Linked DNA regions of Mus musculus: region 2 is linked to region 1. A link is a contact called in public Micro-C data. All regions are on one chromosome and are shown on one strand. The core of a region is the stretch at or near the end of the contact, and the rest is flanking DNA. Distances in the headings are between cores, read along the strand shown. Region 1 overlaps Nsmce2 (NSE2/MMS21 homolog, SMC5-SMC6 complex SUMO ligase). Region 2 has its middle 42 kb from the start of Gm36819.

Evidence for each region. Hi-C and Micro-C count contacts between places; a contact is called where the count stands out from the background.
Region 2: a contact with region 1 is called in a Micro-C map of macrophages, with 5 times the contacts expected there. The contact joins two enhancer-like sites. A contact is called at or near these places in 1 of 15 datasets of contacts at CTCF or cohesin (the NIH/3T3 cell line), 2 of 484 Hi-C or Micro-C datasets (bone marrow-derived macrophages and macrophages) and 1 of 115 datasets of contacts at active chromatin or transcription factors (embryonic stem cells).

Annotation. Positions count from the first base shown.
Region 1 is chr15:59,595,861-59,599,147 of GRCm38.p6, reverse strand. The region is part of intron 6 of Nsmce2 (NSE2/MMS21 homolog, SMC5-SMC6 complex SUMO ligase); the gene reads right to left. Among named protein-coding and RNA genes, the nearest start is that of Gm36677, 21 kb to the left of the region's middle. Within about 2 kb of position 1,362, at least 120 of the 459 cell types and tissues checked have an H3K27ac peak or open chromatin away from gene starts, as enhancers often do. A contact at or near this core is called in macrophages, where this site is marked.
Region 2 is chr15:59,863,564-59,866,726 of GRCm38.p6, reverse strand. No RefSeq gene overlaps it. Among named protein-coding and RNA genes, the nearest start is that of Gm36819, 42 kb to the right of the region's middle. Within about 2 kb of position 1,431, at least 50 of the 459 cell types and tissues checked have an H3K27ac peak or open chromatin away from gene starts, as enhancers often do. A contact at or near this core is called in macrophages, where this site is marked.

The sequences.
Region 1 (3,287 bases), core at 113-2,612:
AGCGTCTACCTCCTTCTGCCAGACAGTGAATAAGCAGTGGAGAGGGAAGTGGAGAGTGAGGGGGGAGGACTTCCTGATGACATCAGTGGCTTTAGTCAGTAAATGAGGGCATTCTGAGAATGGCTGACGGAATTAACCACACCACTGAGCTGCAGAGGAGGCGCCCACACTCATGTTGATGGGATGGGATGGAGCCTGGTGATGTCTGTGTCATGCAGAGACAGGCTCTGGGAACAGGGATATAAATCAAGTATCCGAGGGGAGCGAGGTGACCCGACAACAAAGATACAAACTGGAAAATGGAAGAGCCAAGACAAGTGTATATGCCTACAATCCCAGCACCCGAGGCTGAGGCAAGACTGAGCTACACAGAAAGTTCTAGGCTAGGCTAGGCTATATAGTGAGACATCTCCAAAAGAGCGGCAAAGGCCTAGCAGTCGGCTCCCCTAGTGCTGACACTGTCCAGGTGACGGCACAAGGCTTTTCCTGCAAACAGATGAACGTGGAGTTCTTGTCTGTCTGCAGGCATCCTGGCACAGTGAAAATCAAGGCCACTGAATGCCACGGGCAAAGGATTGTGCTCCAGGTCTCATCACGCAGCACTTGCTGTTCTAGACCACAGTTAACCAGTCCTGTCTCCTCACACAAGGCGGCTCAACCAGAGACATGGTGAGAACAACACTGAAGAGCATGCGAGAACCTTTGAGAGACTTCCTGGAGGAGAGGCAGGACAGGAACCAGGGCACAGCCTTGTTTCCCACCCCACCCCACCCCACAGAAACGAACAAGTTTTTAAACTAAAAAGGGTAAGAAAAGGCCATGATGCCACGGGCTTGAATCAGGGCATTCCTGCTCCGAGAAACAACACTACCCAAGCGTTAGGCCATAATCCCCAGGACATCCTGGTGAGCAAGTCAGGTGTGGCAACACCTTCAACATCATCAACTCATCCCCAGGAAGGGCTCAGACTCACAGACCTGGAAGGAGAGGCTGGTCCTGTGCCTGGGTCAGCCACAGGGCAGAGCATTCCTTATTGCGAGTCTATGCTAAGGAGAGGTCTCAGGGTGCAGAGGGTCCCAGGGGCATCGGGGATTCGGGGCCTCAGCCTCAGCTCAGGATCACACAATGCTGAGTATGGAGAGATGCAGATTTGGGTCCTAAGAATATCAAGGTTTGGCCCATAAGCTCTAGGAAGCAGCTGTATAGACAGATACCTCTGGCATTAGAGCTGGGTAGATTCCTGACATAGTTACACTCAGAGAGTAACTGTGTCCCATCGCCTCCAAGTCCAGGGTGATGTGTCACAAAACAGTGAGGTACACATGATGACTGTTTGCCATAAGGGCCCCACAGCTGTGAGTTCACACTGTACACCAGCAAACTTCCTGTCAGGCCTGTGCTTCTGCCCGCCTGTGTGCAGCTGTGCACATGTGTATATGCTGTGGGAGTCAGAGGTCATCCCTGTCGTTCTCCTCAGGGTCCACTGTACTAGTTATTTATTTCTGACAGACTCTTTCACTGGCCTAATTCTTGCTAAACAGCCACTAGTCTGGCTGGCCTCACTGACCTCAGGGGCCTGCCTGCCTTTCATCTCCCTCCCTCTCCCAGTGCCGGGATACAAGTGAGCTATCACACTTGGCACTTTGATGTGAATTCTGGGGATGAGCTGAACCCTCACTGAGCTGAGCTATCTCCCGGTCTTCTTCACAGCCAAGAAATGGGACAGTACAGATCTGGAAGGAATCCCCTGTAGGCTCTAGGGTCACTGGAATTTTGAGTTGATGTCATTTTTACTTTAGAGATAAAGAACCCGGCTGAGAGGCTCAGTTATTTGTTGGTAAGTGATTCTGCTTTGACATCACACATTTCTCTTCACTTCATCTGATGAGCTTAGAATTCCCTAAAGATTCAGAAAACCAAAACAATTGGTGGGGGTCACAGTCAGCCACAGTTCATTAACATGAAAACGAGCAGGCAGCTTTATTTGAGAGATAATAGCTTACGACCTCCCTCGGTTTTAGGAAATGACTCTAACAGTATACTAGGGTGAAAAGCCCCACAAGCCCACTCCACTTGGGTCCAGTGGACAGGCCGCCAGGGTCTGAAGCATGCTGGGAAGTTCAGATGGTACCCAGTAAGTAACACAGTGTGCCTGGGACTCCAGTAACCTAACATAATTGGAACAGGAGAGAGACACCGTTCTCTAACAGGATGTGTCACACACATTTTTTAAACAGTGCTTCATGGGAAATGACACCACTTCATGCTGAATCAGAAACCTACAGAGTAAGCTGTGAGCAGAACCGAGTGAGTTCTAATCGGTTTCCAGGTTGGCCTTGCGTTTGACACTGGCTCTGTGACTGCAGCGCCTCTCGTCTTGGGTGTGGTTTAGGCTGCTTCCCACAGGTCTTGTACTTGAGTGCAGTAACTGCTGAACAAGAAGCTGCTTGGAGCTGACAGCAAGGGGCTCTGAGTCAGGTGCCGAGGCTTTATGGTGAGTGAAGAGAGCTTATGCCAGGCCAAGGCTCTGTCCTGCTGGCCTCTGCAGAACTGTGCCTCAGCGACAGCTGCCCAGCTCTATCCTCATAGCCACACAATTCTCATGGCTGGCTCAGTCACCTTCTAAGGGCACAGCCTGCACCTTGGCTGTTTTCAAGGGGCTCTATGGCTATGATCTCAGACTCTCAGAACCCCTGCTGGCCACTCTCCTCTCTTCCACCTCTCCCTGACCAAGCAGCTAGCAACTGCTTCTAGACACTCAAAAGAATTAGCAGTCATATTCCCCTCTAGCTCCTCCCCCATTTTCAATCAGCTACCACATTCTGTCGGGCGCATACACACCTCACTTCCACGTGCCTGCTCACTCTCTGTGACAGAATGCACTGTGGGCGCACCACCCTGGCACTGCCACAGCCTTTAGCACCTGCCCCCTGCACTGCTTCGGTAGTAACTTCCTCAGCTCCAGATTGGCTCCTCCTAATCCCCTTTCTCTACAAGGTCTTCTGTGCCTATGGGCAGAGCTGGTAGATGCTGGTGACGATGCTGTCGAAAGCTTGACAAGGATGCAGGACTCATGGTTACTGAGTCTTACTGCATGTGTGCCTGCTCCTTTAGAACATATCTTATTCAAGTTTCAGATGTACCAGTGAGAAAACTATCACCATCAGTTTACAGAGCAGGAAAGTGATGAAACGGACATTCACTGCCTCTGTGGTGGGTCTCTGCCTATTTACTGTTCTACCATCTACGGTGTCATTTTACTTTCCTGCCACAAACAGTAACTAGCC
Region 2 (3,163 bases), core at 182-2,681, 270 kb before region 1:
GTGGAGGTGACACAAGAGCAGGCATGCTGCTTCTTTATTTGCTCCTCAGTGAGGACACTCTAAGGATGCAGGACCTTTGACCTATGGCTACAAGAACCCTAATGGGGCAACTGAATTCACCACGGAAACTTTTCCTCTTTTCTCTACATCAGGACTGGTCTTGATGTCTCAACAAGGTTTTCAGCGCCCCGCTCGGCTCCGCTCCCGCCCACCCAACTCCACTCTACCCCACTAGCCCCACCCCCACCCCACCCCCGATCCAGCGCTTTTCCCAACTGCCCTACAGGTCGGCTTTCTCCCAATCAAGGACACAGCCCATATCTTTTTTTATTTGTTCCCCCAAAGCCAGGAGCCTGGCTGGAACTTTTCAAAATAATCTAGGTTATTTAAAGGATGGTGAGGGTTCTGGGCGGGGACTTCAGTCATCTAAATTTAGCCTAGAAAATGCCCACAGTGGTACATGATGATTAAACACATTGTGCAAAAATAAAAGAAGAAGATCTGGCAAGGCAAGAGTGACATATCAAAAATCTAAGTACTTAAAAGATGCAGTCGCTCGATGTGTGCTTTCTCCACCACACCAGAGATCACTAGTGTGAACACCATAGGCCATCTGGGCCAGAATGGCTGAGAGGACCTTAAAACACCTCCCTCACAGCTGTGGTTATGATTGGTACAACACCGTGTGAAGAAAGAAAGCGTCTTGTGGCCATCGCACTAGCACAAGCTCTGACACGTTAAGAGCAATGGCACCTTCAACAAGTCACATAGGCTCTCTGGACCTCAGTTTCCTCATCTGAAAACTTGGCCTCCCTGTTTTAGTGCACACCCATATGATGAGGTGATTAAGGTTGTGGGGCGTCAACAAAGGCACCTAGAAAGTGCAAACGTCTCCATCCTTAGATGATTTGTTCCCCCCCCCCCAAAAAAATCACACAGAAAGGTGAAGGGCATCTGTCAGCGTCACTGAAGGAAAAGTTCTGAATTCTGAAAAATTTAGATCAGTAGTTCTCAACCTATGGGTGGCAAGCCCTGTGGGGACCGAACATCCCTTTCACAGGGGTCGCACACCAGATATCCTGCACATTACAAGTCATAACAGTAGAAAATTACAGCTACAAAGTAGCGACACAAATAATGTTGTGGTTGGGATCAGCACAACATGAGGAGCTGAATTGACGGTCACAGCACTAGGAAGGGTGAGAACCACTGCTCTAGATGGACAGAAGGCAGTCAAATGAGTCTCCTGAGTTTCTATGCTGGGTTTTTACATCACTGTTGCTCCTCAGAAACCATCACCAAGAGCTGCTGTTAGAACTGTCAACTGCTGGGAGTCTGACATCAAGGATGCTCGGGTGACTGAGGAGATGAATAACTTGATCTTGCTCAAGCAGCTAAGCTCCGGGAAGGGAACTATGGTTGCTTATAATGGCCACCAGGGGGAGACAAATAGGGCTACGCGGGGGGAAAAAAGAGTTCTTAACTGCGGTGGTCCGCACTATCCACACGTTTTCTCTCAAGTTATTTCCTTTCTTATAAATGTCTGCCTCTAGCCCTTTACCAATTGTCAGATTCTCAGATGCCTTCTCAGTGTAAGCAGCGCAACCCCCAAGGATGAGAGAGCTAAGAGCACAAACACTGCACTGCTGACCTGAGATTAGCTTTGGCTGGTACCGGCTAACTACCTCCCCTGATTTCCACCCTGTTTGCCAGCACGCCCCTCCAGTCTATGACTTCCAGTTAGACTTCCAAGCGTACAATCTCCCTCTACTGCTTGCACAATGGCAGAAGCTTCTAGACGCTCCCCAAGCCTGTTTCCTCTTTTCCCCAAGCACGCGAGACCACATCTCTGGATCTCCCTTGCAGTTAGTTCAGTAGGATGCTGACCGATGGGTGCTGTCACAGCCTCTGACCTATTGCCACACTCTCTCTTCCCCTTCCACGATGACTTCAACAGCTCCTTAGTTAACGACGTTCACAAAATGGAAGGGTCCTCAAGTCGCTGTTTGTTGAGAAGACACGCTCCCCATAACAACACGATTCGCATCAAAGCTTAAGTAACTGTTCAGCCACCGAGAATGAAGGGATGTTAGCAACGGAATGTAGAGTTTACCACTTAGTCTCACCAGCCATAGCCCCTGGCTTACCCAATTCTCATCATGTGACAAGCACTGCTACTAACACAGCTATTACTGGTACAGTCGCTGTTCAATGGTATTTTAGTAATAGTGTTACCTGGTAAAGACCCAAGGACCACTCACCCGGCATGACCAAAATTTGAATTGGGAGTCTGTATTGAGCAGGCTGGGGACGGCCTGAAGAGAAACGCTTCCCAAAAGGCAGCCCTGAAAGCGCATTGCAGGGAGCTTTCAAAATTAAAGAACACAGAAAAACTATATCCTGGTTTGCCAGCAGGGAAGCAAGTTTAACAAGCAGTTTACCAAGAGTCAAGAGCATGCCGTTAGCTAGGGCATTTCAACCCCGAGTTTCTAAAACAAGGTTGGGTGCTTTCCCACGGGACTTCTAATAGCAGGGGGTGAGGGAGCCAAAGATGGCTTCAGCTGGGACAAGATGGAGAAGCTTTCTCACCTTCACAATAGAACGACATTATAAAGGCATCAATAATTAGTTCTTGACCCTGTGAAGCACCTACCTTGTTAATCCATTGGGATCCATGGATTTTCCAGGGTCATTTCTGTGAATACTCAAGTCTTTTTATTTTTATTAATTATTCTATTTGTCTGCATTTCAAATGATATCCCACTTCCCAGCTACCCCTCCACAAATGCCCCTCCCACATCCACCCTCTCCTGCCTCTCCTTTGCCTCTATGAGGGTGCTCCTCACCTACTCTTGCCCGACCACTCCAGCATTCCCCTATGCTGGAACATCAAACTTCCACAGGCCCAAGGGCCTCCCCGCCCATTGATGTCAGACAAGGCCATCCTCTGTTACATATGTATCTGGAGTCATGGATCCCTCCCTGTACACTCCTTGGCTGGTGGTCTAGTCCCTGGGATTACTGGGTGGTCCAGCCAGCCAACACTCTTCTTCCTATGGGGTTGCAATCCCTCTCCACCCCTCCAGTCCTTCCACCAGCAAACTCACTGGGACAGCTCAGTGGTTGGCTCAGTCTGATGGTTGGTTCCAAGCATCCACTTCTG